Regions from separate parts of the Urocitellus parryii genome. Here region 2 is linked to region 1. The links are chromatin contacts, called in public Hi-C maps. All regions are on one chromosome and are shown on one strand. Each heading gives the region's core, a stretch centred on a gene start, on an enhancer-like site or on the middle of the called end of the contact. The rest is flanking DNA. Distances are from core to core; before and after follow the strand shown.

Region 1 (7,528 bases), core at 2,896-5,395:
GATCCTCCTGCCTTAACTTCCTGAATAACTGGGATTACAGGTGTGCACAACCCTGCCCAATTCAAACTTCTTAAAATTTAGGAAGGAAAATTTAATCTTCATACAGAAGTACAGTTTATAGAAGACACCCAGAAAGGTTTATCCAGAATACTGAAAAAGATCACTTCATGATGTGTCACCAGCAATTCTATTCTGGCCAAAATCTTTGTGGTTTCATACTTGAGAAGAAACTGCTAAGTGAATCTCCTCTTAGGCTAAACAGCAAGAGTTGGCCAATAATACAGATGGGATAAAGGACTTAAGTGCACAAAGGAAAAGAACTGTTCTTTAGAGATAAAGGTAAGTAAAAGGATGGATGTTAGTTAATCTTGGCCTCTGGAAAATAAGAATTTCCAGTTGTTTTATCTGCTTTAATATAAAATCAAACCAGAGTGGTGGTACACATCTGTAATCCCAGTGACTTGGTAGGCTAAGGCAGAAGAATCACAAGTTGAAGGCCAGCTGGGCAACCTGGTGAGACTATCAAAATAAAACAGCCTGGGGATGGAACTCATTGGCAGAGAGTCTCTGGATTCAATGGTGAGTACTGCCAAAACCCCAAAACCACAGATTTTCTTGGAGTCTAATATTAATTTCCAATTTGCAAATTTAAACCACAAGTGTTCTTTAAAAGTATTCTGCATGCACATCTTTAGGAAGAGTATCATCAAAAGTTAGACTTTAACACTGTGTGACTTTTTTAAATTTCCAGGATTAGAGACTGCTATGTATGTCAACCATGTCACACAAATTATTTCCAATTTGTTCTCTGTACAGAAATTCTTCACAAATGCTTTTGTATATCAGATGGTTTTGCAACAGGTTGATATACCTATTGGCTCAGGCAAGCTTTTAGAATCAGTAGATTACCTCTGTGGAAGGGTATTCAGAAATATTTTGTGGACTCTGAAGCTCCAGGAGGTGGGGGTGGACCTTGGCAAGATATGTACCATTAGTTCACATCTCTCTTCTGGCATATAGTCCAATACTGGCATCATCTGGTGAAATTCTGTCTACATCTTTCAGGTGCTGGTCATATTTTTGATTCACTTCTTAGTTTTGTTCTGTTGAACGGAGGATTTCAGTTTGTAGACTGGCAATTCCAGAATCTTTCACTAAATTAATTGTATGTTATAAACTAAACCTCTTTCAAAAGTATCCTGAAGTCAACTTTGGGGATATAGTTCTCTTTCAGTGAAGGGGATTAAACTTAGGGCCTTGGCCATGCTAAGTAAGCACTCTATCACTGAGCTATATCCTCAGCCTATAATATATTTGTTTCTTAAATTTTTCCTGTTACAGGAGAAGAATCTAATGCACCATGGATATTCCTTAATGATTTATGTCCTTCTGTGTGGATGTGAAAAGGCAATTATGGACATTTCATCCAGAAGTTGCCTAAAATCTTTCCTCTTCTTGGTGTTTCAGTGTGTTCAATAAATTCTTTTTCTTTTCTTTTCAACAAAGATCCAGATTCCCAGTGGTCTTTTTAGAGAATTCTTTGACTACCAAACTATGACACATCTGAAGAACATACCCCAACAATCTTGAAGGTTTATACAGAAGGGATTTTTCAAGAAAATTCCAGAGTATCTCCTGGAGTTAGTATGCCTCTAGTCCTGCATCTAATGCTATTTAACAGCTTGAGATCTAATTCATATACTGTATGTTTAGAATGCATTTGAGCATATTCATAGTTTATTCAGAGTTGTACAACTAGCACCATAATCTAACTGTAGGACGTTTTCATAACCCCCCAAAGAAATATCACACCCATTCACCAGCTACTTTTCCATTTTACCCATGGCCCTAGGCAGAACAACCTGGACATTTCACATAAACAAATCCATATGATACAATTTTTTGTGACTGGCTTCTTTAACAATGTTATCAAAGTTCACCCATGTATATTATGAATCAGTCCTTCATTTCTTTTTATTGCCAAATAATATCTTGTATGAAAATACTAAGTTTTATATATTAACTGATAAATATTTGTTTTCCTACTTCTTGGCTATCATTAGTGCTGCTATGTATAGCACTCATGTACATATTTCTTATACGTGCATGGTTTCATTCTCTTGATTATGACCTAGGAGAACTGCTAAATCATATGGTAACTCCATGTTATGGCTTGAGGAGGGGGATGGTCTGTTTTACTAAAGTGGCTGCAGATAGTTTACATTCCCACCTGCAATGTAGGAGTGTTCCAAGTTCTCCACATGTTTGACATTTATTATTTCCCTTTTTAATTATAGCTACAGTAGTGGAAATGAAGTGCTCTCTCATTAGGTTTTTGATTTGCACTTTCCTTATGAGTGTGTTGAGCTTATTTTCATGTATTAACTGGCATGTTGGAATGGGGTTTGCTTCTTAAATAACTGCAGACACATCCAGAAACATTTTTAAAACTCAAGTGTATTTTTCAGTCCTGAGGCAATCACTTCAATGTGATTTTCTCTGCTCTCTATAACACAACATTTCTATCTTGATATTTTGCTCAAGTACTGTACATACAGTTTGACTTGACTTTGAGCTGTCCATTGTTAAGCCTAAGCTCAACAAATTACACGGAGATTTGAAGATCCTTCAGAATAATGCTATAGTTAAGATTTTGCTAAAGCAAGTGTTTTTTCTAACTCCTTTAGCTGCATAGTGCCTTGAGTAATCATCATCCGGATTGCATCCTGTAGAAAAAAGGGAAATCTGATCACTTAACCTGGTGAGGTACAATCTCACCATTTTGTTAAGTTCAAGAGCCTATAGTGGTGGGCTGAGAATGTAGTTCAGTGGTGGAGTGTGAGCTTAGCATGCACAAGGCTGTGAGTTGGCACCATACAAAAAGATTCTCCAAATAACAAAACAAAACAACAACAACAAAAAAACCCCCAAAAAAAATGTCATTACTGGGAACTGTTGAATATTAGGAAAATTAAAAGCTATGTGGTACAGCATAAAAACCAGGTGCTGCAACTGTATAGATAGATATTTTAAAGTATAATTTGGAAAATTAGTACCACTATAAGCAATGATCAAGATATACCATCTTGGTGACATTCCAAAATGCCTGCTAAACTTTTAAAAAACTGGTCACTTAATACAAGAGTCTGGGACTGCCCTCACCATGATCTATTCTCACCTCTTCAGTGGCACTTTTGTTTCTTTTGAATTCTTCCCTTGCCCAGTCCTTCAGGTACTTGCGATCAGAATTGTTTGATACTTGCTGAATTGCTCGTAAAATCCTTCTGTAGAGCATGAGAACTTGTTGCCTTCTCATGAACTGTACGTGGGGGGAGAAATGACAATTGATAGCCAGTTTTACTTTGGCAAACCAGCTGTAACCAGACGATATCTTTTTAGTTTTCAATTTTTTTAAAAAAAATTTTTTCTTAGTTGCAGATGGGCACAATACCTTTATTTTTATGTGGTGCTGAGGATGGAACCCAGTGCCTCACATGTGCGAGGCAAACGTTCTACCACTAAGCCACAGCCATGACCCCAGGTTCTCAATTTTGAAGATAGCAAAGAAAACCTTTTTATTCTCTATTTTAATTTTATTTTTAAGGAAAACGGCAATAGGTTCACGTGGGTCATTTGTCGACTCTTTTGTAAAACTTAAGAACCTTTAAAAATCAAAAGTTGACCACCTTTATGGGTATAAAAAGGGTTGCCGGGTACCTACAAACTGTAACATTAATAGCACTTTTTCTAAATTTAATGCAGTTGTCCAAATTCTTTCGGAATCCCCCCCCCCCCCCCCCCCGCCTTAACCATGGTTCGGTACTACCAACAGAGCGAGCTTTTCTGCGGTCCCTGAAAAGAAAGCGCCTACCCGTTTGCTCCCTCCCCAACTCTTGGGGAAGCCCCGCCTCCAACCCCTAGGGCCAATCACTGGCGTGCGCGTGCAGCGTCATAACCCCGCGGACCCGCCCGGTTGGCCTGATACTGTAGTCCGGGTGGGGAAAGTAGAAAATCGAGCAGCTCATACCATTAGGTGTAGACCTGGGTAAGAGAGAACATCAGTACCTGCTTTAGCGTCAGCGTTGCTGGAGGCAACCGGGAAGCGGCCATCTCAGAAATAGAACGCGTTCCTCTCGGAGTCTCAGTGCGCAGGACGGAAGTGAGGGAATGGTCAGGGGGCGGAGCGAGCTCCGTTTCCTGGGAGACGCTTGTGGATTTGTGTTCCTACCCCGAAAGTCAGGCGTTTGGGAGGGAAGCCCAGGAGTTTGAAGTTTATTAGGTCTGTTGCCTGGGCTAGGTATTTAACCGGTCTTAGTCGAGTTAGCTCATCGTTTGAATAGGGTAATAGTGTTTGTATTACAAGGTGGTTGTAATAACGAAATAAGAATGGTAAGGCATTTGGCACCGTATGCATTTAAGAATTTATCAATGGGGACTGGGGATATAGCTCAGTTGGTACAGTGCTTGCCTTGCATGCACAATGCCCTGGGTTTGACTCTCAGCAGCAGCAAACTTTTTTCTTCTATTAAAATTTTATTTTTAAGGAAAACGGCAATAAGTTCAGCAACAACAGGCTTCATTAATGGAAGCTAAGGTTTTTGTTTTTTCCTTTGGAAGGGAAGAACATATTTAGTATTTTAGGATGTTACTTATTTAAGCATTTGCATCCTGCAGATTTTCTCGTTTTCATTACTTTTTTTTTTTAAAGTTTTTTCCTGTAGTGGTCTTCATCATGATCATTTGTAACAGTGTAACAGGAGTTTTAAATGTTTGTCCCATTGAGACTTTAAGCAGTTTTTTTTCTTTGCCTCCTGTCAATAATGAGGAGGAACTGAATATCCTCCTACACTTCAGACTTTTACTCCTAGTTCTCATCCCCATAACACATCCTTAGTTTGTGGCATTTTTGCCATGTTTTCCAAATAGTGAATTAAAGTACAACCAAAAATAATCAGTTAACCCATTTACAGAGCACTCCAGTGAGTCACCTGTTGGAATCCACGAGTTCCCTTTTCCTAGCTGTGTGTGGCTATTTCTCCTGGCCTGTTTCCTTTTCTGTGAAGTGTAAAATGAAATACAGCATCCATCTCAGAGTTGTATCATATGCAATGTTCTAAGAGGCCCTGGCACATACAAGAAGTCTAATCCTTAGCTGTCTTAGTTTAGTTGGCATTGTGATGCTAATAACCTCATGACCACATTGCAGTGGTATATTTTTCAAATTTTGTCCTAACAGATGAACAGTATAACAACTTATTACAGATCTGGCTTTTCAAGTACTAGGGCAACTAAATACTCCTAGCCACTTTAGATTATTTTTTTACTGATTTTTGTGCATGATTTAGGCACATTTATGCTGATTAGGACTTTTATTCTAGTTTTTCATGGTTTATATCCTTAAGCTTTATATCTACACTATTTGTATTTTATTTCCTTTGAGGCTTGTTTTGTCTCTTCCCATTTGAGACTTTGTAACTATTTTATTTTCTTAATTCTTGCAAGTACCCTACCACTGAGCCACAATCCCAGCCCCACTAAGCTAGAATTTTAACACCATTTATTAAATAATTATCTTCCTGGGGCTTTGTGGTGCATTTTTGACCATATAGTACATACTTACAGTCTGAGGATCTGTTTAGGCTGTTGTCTTGGACTAGTATGTTTTTAAATTTTTTTTTTGGGGGGGGCATATTTTGTTACGACGGGACACTGTAATAGATTCTTGTAAGAATCTATTATTGGTGTTCAGTATGACCTTGACAAATGTTTTCTATAATTTCTCTCAACCTTCTTTAGGTTCTTGTTTGAATTGCCAGTTAATTAACAGACATTTTTACACTCTTCTTTGCTTCCAGAAACATCTTCGAAACAGGTAATACTGTCATAAGCTAGGCACGCTGTCTTCAAAGACTTGGAAGTTCATACCATGGAGGTTATCTTTCTGGAGGAGTTATCTGAGGTAGGTGGTTGTCAGAATGTCAAAGTAGATAAGATTCCAGACAACTAATGGAACACCGGTAGATTGCAAGACCTCTCATTTTCTGTGACTAGGTCAATGGTAAGGCTGCAGGGAGGGAATGAACAGGAGAGTCAGGGAAGAACCTCATAGGTTGTAGTAAGAAACTCCAAGTGTCCTCTTCACAATAGGAAGATCTGAAGGGACTTTTGGGTAGAGATTTTAGAAAGATCCTTGGTTGTTGTCAGTGAATAAAGTGAAGCAAACAAAGACAAATTTGAGTTATCATTGAAGTAGTCCAGGTTAGAGATTAAGAGCTCCATCTGCAGTGAATTGCATGGGGGAGAGAAATAGGATAGCTATAAATATCCAGAAGCTATACTTGACAGATTATTAATTTTGGATTTGGATGGAGACAGAAAGGGAAGTAAAGCCCAAGTACAGACCAAACTCCACATTTGTAAACAGTGGCAGCTGGAGCAGTTAACATAGAAGGGGGATTTTAGAACAGATTTGTGCTAGAATCAGTGACATTTTGAACATGTTGCATTTGAAGAGTTTATCACCCAACTAGAGTTCCAGCAGACATCTGAGTAAGTCATGGTGATGATTCTATTATCGCCCAGTGACATGATAGCTGTCTTAATTGGTTCTTTAACATGGAATGTACTTACACAATGAAAATGCCTAGTGCTGCATTTCTCAGACTGTAACCCTGTCATTAAGTGAACTACAATGTTAATTAAGTATACCAGAGTAGCCTTGTTGGACCCCTGGATAGAAACCTTTGCAGGCCTTTTGCTTAGATAATGGTTGAGCTATGAGTGACAAAGTGTCTTTAGATTATTAAGAGCATATAGAGCATTTGTGTTCTAATTCCTCAAATGTCAGAATTTGCCTTTTTGGTCAAGGAGACTGGGTATTTGGGGATGGAAAGTAGGAGAAGGAAGAGGGAGTAGCAGGGCACAAATAGTAGCCCTGTCAGCAGTCATGTGGTAGTTTAATTTGTCATCACTCCTGTAAGTCCTAATAGTAGCCCAGATTCTCAATGCCTTGCTCATGAATCTATCAGGCTTTTAATCCTGGGTCCACAACCCTTATACCCCATCAGTTTGCGATATTGCTTTTTCCCCACGTATTGAAAATAGCATTCTTGGGGACCTGATACCAGAATTCCTTCTGTCCCAGGGCCAAGAGAATCATTTTGAGCACAGCAGTAGGGGAGCTGTATCTTACACCTGCTGATTAAAGGTAAATATAACAGTGCAGCTGTCTTTCCCTATCAGACCCAACTGGGAATATTAAACTTCTTGTCCCATAGAGGGCTTTGGCCAGTGAAGTATGAGTGGAAGAGGTGTGTGTGTGTCATTATGAAGCAGAATCTTTGAGTCAGTGTGTGGTTCTGCCAACTAACCCATAGACATGGGAGTAAAGTTGTGGGATCATGTTAATGTGCTCAGCAGACAAGACCAGTCCTCCAGCACGTGTTTTGAATTTGTCATATTCCACTGATCACAAATTAGCCCAGGGATGATGGTATACATCTGTAGTACCAGTGACTTGGGCAGGAGA
Region 2 (7,528 bases), core at 1,913-4,412, 190 kb before region 1:
CATATACTGCTAATGGGAATGAACATTGGAACAACCAGTTTCAGAAACAAGTTGGCAAACCAATTCTAAAATGCCCATGGAAGACCAAAGGGCTGAGAATATGTCACACACATACCTTAACACCTAACAATACCACTTCTAGCTATTTATCCTAAAAAACATTCTTGAACACATGTAGCATGTGTAGTAGGAATAATATTTAAGGATGTGCAATGGACATGGTGGTGCATTTTATAATCCCAGAAACTCAGGAGGCTGAGATAGAAGGATTGCAAGTCCGAGGCTACTCTGAGCAACTTAGTGAGACCCTGTCTTAAAATAAAAATAAAAAATGACTGAGGGTGTTGCTTATTTATAGAGCATCCCTAGGCTACCCCCCAAACCCCCGACACCCCCACCCCCCAAAAGAATGTTCATAGAAATATTGCTTGCAATAGGAAAAACTGGAGACAACCCAATGTTTGTTCAAAACAGAGTGGATAATTAAATTGTGGTATATTCTTTTTTTTTTTTTTTTTTTTTTTTTGGTACCAGGGGTTGAACCCAGGGGCACTTAACCACTGAACCACAAGCCCAGCCTTTTTTATATTTTATTTAGAGACAGGGTCTCATTGAATTGCTTAGGGCTTTATGGCTTTGAATGCACAATCCTCCTGCCTCAGCCCCCCGAGCTGCTTGGGTTACAGGTATGCACCACCGCTGCCAGGAAATTGTGGTGTATTCTTACAACGAAATACTATATAACAGAGAAATCAAATAGTTTAATCTGAGAACTACAATGCTGAACGAAAAATGCAAGTTGCATAAGAATCGTGTAAATTTGTTTCATTAGCCAAAAGTTCAAGGACAAGCTAAAATGAACTATGTAGTGTTTAGGGATACATGTACTGGTGATAAGAGAATTCTTAAACCAAAATTCAGGATGGTGGTTTTCTCTTGAGAAAAAGGATACCATCACAGGGGGCATACTGAAGGCTTCTTGTTTGAATGGAAACTTCAGCAAAGCCAGTATGAAGTGGCAGAGACAGAAGCCAGAACAGCGTGCTGAAGGTTGAAGTGAAGCTAGCAGCAAGAAAGGTAGCTAGTGCAGTAAACTCATTAAATAAATGTTGCTGGAAATAGAAGCAGATTATGTTATCACAAAATAGTCAACCTCGTGTCTTGTAGAGCAGACTTCTTTATGATGAGGTAGAAGAGTGGGTGGTGGGGCGGCTATATGAAGGTGACTGTGAGGGAGCTGAATGGAGCTGTGGGTTGGGAACTTTCCCCTCACACAGAGGGAGATTTAGGAGTCTGCTTTCATTGGTTGCACTGAACTGTGTGCCCCTTGATGATCAAGTAAGATCTCCAAGCAGCTCAGCCACTGTCTGCCTTGGCTCTCATGAGGCCCCCTTGCCAGGAATTCCCATTAATCAAAGTCTGGGAACAAATGCAGACTAGTCTGCCTTGGAATGCTCACATGTCTTGCAGCCTGGCTTGGGCTTTCTGTTTTTTTTTTTTTTTCCCCAGAGTGATTGCTCTGACTGCCCATAAATATAACTTGAAACCCCACCTCATCATGACTTTATGGTGGTACTCTAAAAGCCTCTTATGGAAATGAACCATTCTGCATCTTTGGAAGTTTATTCAAGGAACAAGTTAGGAAAACTCCTTGATTTGGAAAAGTAGAAACACAGAAAGGATCACATTGAAAACTCATATGTATATACCTTGCCTTTAGGGGTTCTCCTGGAGCTTCATTGTGACCTGATAAAGAGAAACTTGGAGCTACTAATCAATAGGGAAAGGAAAAGTGTTATCATAAGAGTCCAGGTGGGGAACAACAGGGATTGGGAACAAATATGGAAGCCAAAGAACACTTAGAAGGGAGGTTTCACTCCCTTGCAAAATAAAACTGCAGCTATGACTACAGGGTTGGGAGAAGTTCTCAAAATAGTTGGTAAAATCAAACACTTACATTCCCTTAGTGTGGGCAGGGGTCTTGGGATTTCTCCTGCCTGTGCTCCCTTATAGAGAGAAACAAATATCTTAAGGAAAAGTGGGTGATTCTCATGTTTCTTTTCCCCCTGGAAACCAGGCCTATTTCAGAGGGGATAATAAAATCAAGTTGATAATAAGCCTGTCCCAAACCTCAGGTAAGACTGAAGCTCCATCTTCAGGACTCCACCTACATGTAGCAAGCCATGAAGATTGTCTTGGAATGTCCTTCACATAATCTAGACTGAAAAATAGCCTTGATCATCAGAGTCTGGTCATCGTAGCTGCAACAAATCTAAATAAGCAAACTCTCTAAAGTAACCTTGAGCTTCTATTAGCTTTTATCCTGCACTCATGATATATCTCTTAGTTATATTCCTAGAACTGACTACCCTAGTCTATGTTCAGGGAGCTTTTCTAGGTAAGACTAAGGAAGTAACAGGAAAAGAAAATAGACAAAACCAGATTAAAATAATGGTGTGTAAAGTGAGGTAAGAATATGGGGGTAGGGATCTCTCAGTGTTTTTGCCTGTTCCATATGGGATAGTTTTGACAAGCTACTTACTGACAATCTGTTTGAAATAAAGTCTTCCCTTCCCCTCTCCAGCTACTTCAATGAGCCTGAGTCATTCATGGCTTGCTGTTGTTTAGCTTCCGCTGAGCCGGCCCCAGTCAATGAACTCTGGATGTAATAGAAACAACTACTTGCCTACAGGTTGAGGATTGGAGGTTTGTCCTCTCAATTCTGCTCTCCCTCAGTCACTTGGCAATCCCTGAGCGGAAAACCTCGTCCTACTCCAGGCTCCCTTCCACTATTCAGAAGGAGGCCTCTCCTGGCCCAAGGCTGGGCGTCCCAGCAGGGAACAAACGCTGAGCAGCCCCGAGGGCTTTGGTGGTCCCGCCGTCACCCCGGGCCCCCGCTGTGCTCCAGCAGGCCGCTGCGGGGCGCTGCGGCCCCAGAATAGGAGCCTCGGGCGGGGTGGGACGGGGCGGGGCGGAGGGCCCTGCGCTCTGCGGGCGCGGCGGGCGCGGCGGGCTCGGCCACAGGTAACCTGCGGGAGCCGCGAGCGCGGAGGGGCGTGCGGGCGGCTGGAGGCGGCGGCGCTGGGCTGCGCCGAGGCCCGGGGGGCCGCCCAGCCAGCGGGAGTCGGTCGGATCGTCACCCCTCGCTTCCTACCCTGTAGCGGGCATCGGTTCCTGCGGCGTGAACCTCCGGCGCGGGAGAGAAAGGTGCAGTGCGACCTCGCTGGGTCCCTTGGAGAACCCCCTTAATTCGAGGTTGGGCGCCCCTCACTCCCAGGGCGCCTCTGATCCTGGGAGGACTAGTCCAAGGCTCGGTAGCTGCTGCTGCTCCCTCGGCGCCCTCAGATCGCGGACTCTGGGGAGAGGACCCGGACCCAGCGCGTTGCCCCAGTCCTGAGGCCTCGGGAAAGCCCGGTTAAGCGGATGTCTCCCTGCTCCCCCCTTTTGCTTTGCCTCAGTTGCCTCCTTAGAATATGGCTCTTTGGGCCGGAGGTGGGTGGACAGAGAACTTTCTCTTCTTCGCTCACCCCTCTCCTTTTTCTCCAGTAAGCCCTCGGAGTTTGCAGAAACTGGTGTGTGCAAAGCACGGCTGGGGGCTGGGGGCTAGGGAACAGGTCACCACGTACCTCTTCACCGCGCGGCGGCTGGCCGCTGGAGGAAAGGAGGTCCTCTGCTGTCGCCGTCCCCTGGCCTGCGGACAGGGCTTGGCGTGACCCGGCTGGGCTCCGACGCGCCCACAGCCAGTCCCCTCCCCACCTCATTCCCCCGCCACCTTAGAGGACTGACTGTAAAGGGTGCCGGGAGATGGGGGTCTGTCCCGGGGGGTGGTCGAGACCCCCGCTGAAGTCCCAGCTCTATAGAATTCAGCAAGTGGTATCTCCCGGGAGCCAGGAAGTGACCGTGTTGTCTGTTTGGGTTCAAACATCACTTTACTGACACTTGTCTTGGGGATTTAAGTGCGGTGCTTCAGGTAGCTTTGGGAGGCTGGAAAAGTGAAGTATTATTTGTGACCCATGAAAGAGTGACTTGAATTTTGTCGATCTGGTCAAGATTGTTTTTCCTAAAGAAGGTTCAGGTGCTGGTTAGGAGGTCCACTTTGTCCAGCACCCCCCCCCCCAACACACACACACACAGAAGGAGGAGAAAGAGGTAATGATGATGATGATGATCTGCTTTGGAGTCATGAGATTTAGTCTTGACACCACCAATTCTTAGGTGTGTGTCTTTGGAAACCCACGCCTTTATGCCTTAGTTTCTAGAATTGTAAACTGGAGGTATCATACATAACTTCAAAGTATTGTTGTAGAAATTCAGTTGATGCAAGAAAAATGGTTGGCATAGTGCTCTTGAATGTTAGGCATCTTTTTTGTGAACCTGTTGGATGATGATAATCATGTTAAGATAAGTCTGTTAGCTGGGCGTGGCGGCGGACGCTTATAATCCCAGCGGTTTGGGAGGCTGGAAAGGAGGATCGCAAGTCCAAAGCCAGCCTCAGCAATTTAGCAAGTCCCTGTAGTAAAATAAAAAATATAAAAGAGCTGGGGATGTGGCTCTGTGGTTAAGTGCCTCTGGGTTCAATCCTCGGTACCTTAAAAAATGACATCTGTAAAGTCAATGTAAGTGAAAAAAAGCTTGAGGAATGAAGACCAGCATACATGGGTTCAGGGTCCCTTGGTGTCCTGACACTGAGTGAGGATTTCTCATCCTTAAAATAGCAACAACAACCTTGTTGTTCCTGCTGTCCTAAGTGTGTCTACTATACATGTTTAATTTCCTCTTATCCTTAATATGTGCTTGGCTTGGCTTAGCATATGGTAAATAGACTTTTTTTTAAAAAAAAATTAGGAATATGGGATGCTGATCCATAATGTGTGTGGGGGGGATGGGAAAAATGGAGGAACTTTGATTGGGCAAAGGGGAGGGAGGAGAGGGGAGGTGGTATAGGGGCAGTAAAGATAGTGGAAGGAGATGGACATCATTACCCTAGGTACATGTATGACTGCACATATGGTGCAATGCTACATCCTGTACAATCAGAGAAATGAAAAGTTGTGCTGCAATTGTGTACAATGAATCAAAATGCATTCTGTTGTTATATATACCTAATTAAAATAAATAAATAAATTTTAAAAAATTAGGAATATGCTGGGCATGGTGGTACACGTTTGTAATCCCATTGACTCAGGAGGCTGAGGTAGGAGGATCACGAGTTCAAAGTCAGCCTTAGCAAAACTCAGTGAGATCCTGTTTCTAAATAAAATATAAAATAGGGCTGGGGATGTGGCTCAGTGGTTGAGGGCCTCTGAGTTCAATCCCTGGTACACAAAATAAATAAGGAATACAGATTTTAATTGGATTTTCTACCCTCTGGGTCATAAATGAGGAGGAGAGGGCAGAAGAAGGATGAAGAGGTAGTAAAGAGACCAGCAAACAACTAGTTGCTCAGTGTTGGGGGGAATAAACCAATGTTGGTGAAAAAAAATGCTTATTTGTTAACTCCTTGCTTATTCATGGTGGCACCAAAAATTATCCTTAGTCTCCACTGTAAACCCATCAACTTCTCCAAAGAAACATACTCTAAGTAAAAGTAGTCTGCTTGTGATAGTCTCAAATCAGTAACAAGGCATTCTTGCAACTCCCAAGGCCCTCCCTCCCATGCAGAAGATTCTGGTGCTGTCTCTGTGATACTTAGAGGTACAATTTCAAGATTAACAATAGAACACACCCAGCTACCCATCACCCAGCTGAAGAACTAGAGCATCCCTGGACTCTTGGAGTCTCTGAATGCTCCTCCTTGTGACCTTCCACTCACTTCTCCCTTACTCTCCCAAGGTACCACTGTTCTGGATTTTTTTGTTACAGTTTTCCTTGCCTTTCACATATAATATCTTAAATGAAAAACTCCCTGGAAAGCAAGTTTCCAAATAAGCATTTCCCCCAGTAACCTGGAGCATTCTAAAGTTAAAAGCAGGGTATTCAGAGAAAGATGCAAACCACAGAAAAACTTTAAATCTCCAAGTGCTGTGATGGCCTAGTTCTCCTCATGTAGAGTCAGGATTTCTTTGTCAAGATTTCTCTCCTGTTTTCTTGGCACAGACTCCAAGGGTGTGTTCTGTCTGTGTAGGGGAGGCTCTGTCTCTTCCAGTATAGCTTGGAGGCTGTAATTTTAAAAGCTTTGCTTGAGTCCCTAAGAATGGAAAAACAGTAATTTGTATGCATATGCTTTAGAAGTTTTTGTTTTTGTTTAATATAAATTATCCAGTGGGCATTGTATGAGATTTGAAGGATTAAGTTGACTGAGAATGACCTTATAAAAGGGTTTTAACCCAAATTCTTTTTTCCTGGTTATTATATTTTTGTTAATGGTCTTTGTTTTAAGTTAATTCCTAAGGATCACGATCACACAGCTCTCTTCAGTCTCTCCATGACTTTCCAGTTAAGGCAAACCCTCCCATTTTTGGTTCTTAGTGTCTGAGTAATTTTTTTCACAGTGCCTCTAGGTTGAGGTAGTTAGTGGTGGTAGGTGCAAACAACCAAGTTGTTATACCCTAACCACTTAGATGCTGTTTGAAAAAAATAATACACATGAACATAGAGAAAAATATTTTATATTATTTATAAATAACCACAATAACAGGATGTGCATGCCTGTACTACTCAAATTCTGGGAACAGATTGGACATTGCTACTTTCATTTCCTGTTCCACATTCATTTTTCCACAACACTTACTTTTTGTCACACAACCGTCTTTGCAAAGATATGATGTCATCAAGAGGGCTGCAACACGATTTAATGTAGGAACCCTGAATTAGCTCCAGTGGGTTCAGTGGTTGAACAAGTAGTTCAGTACAGTGTTTCTGTTGAAATTGTCCAATGTCCTAATTTGCCCTACAAATTTGTTACAGTTGCAAAACACCCAGTCAAGGGCTGCAAAATAGTACTCTAACCTGGAAGATGTTAATGCTAAGTGAAATAGCTAGTCAAAAAGGGATAAATACTCTATGATTCTGTTTATAAGAGGCACTCAATCTAGAGTAGTCAAATTCCAGGAAACGGAAGGAATGATGGTTGCCAGGGGTTGGGGGAAAGCACAGAATGGGTAATTTTTGCAACTTCTGTGTGAAACAGTTATTTCAAAATAAAAATTGAAAAAGTAAAAAAAAAAAAATTCTGTTAGTGATGCCCCATTACTGGACTATACCATGTCACTGAGATTAGGGATAATACATGATGACCAGAGAGCGTAATGACATTACTTCCCCTCCCCACCTCCTATTCATCTCTTGTCAAGAAATAGCTAAGTTCCCTATTATTTTCTGTACAAAGCTGAGGTTCAGCTTTAAATATCCCACTAAAATAGAAAATTCTAACCTAGGATTCTTCAGTGGGATCTGCATGCTCTTAGAGCTCCCAGAAATTATGTTTAAGTATTTGCGTGAATGTTCACATGTATGTTTGAGGGAGAAGAAGTTCCAAAGCCTTCATCAGATTCTCAAGTGGTTCTCTGACTCAAAAAAGGCTTTAATA

The links. A called contact is a pair of places that touch in the nucleus more often than the background predicts.
Region 2: a Hi-C map of muscle shows a contact between it and region 1, with 6 times the contacts expected there. The contact joins the promoter of Ankrd6 here to the promoter of Lyrm2 in region 1. A contact is called at or near these places in 2 of 2 Hi-C or Micro-C datasets (liver and muscle).

The regions. Positions count from the first base shown.
Region 1 is chr8:70,355,211-70,362,738 of mUroPar1.hap1, reverse strand. It overlaps Lyrm2 (LYR motif containing 2), which reads right to left and starts at 4,145. Exons shown (of 3, transcript XM_026411219.2): 1 at 4,066-4,145; 2 at 3,179-3,319; 3 at 2,438-2,726. The coding sequence starts at 4,110. The coding sequence ends at 2,646.
Region 2 is chr8:70,543,111-70,550,638 of mUroPar1.hap1, reverse strand. It overlaps Ankrd6 (ankyrin repeat domain 6), which reads left to right and starts at 3,162. Exons shown (of 16, transcript XM_026410983.2): 1 at 3,162-3,207.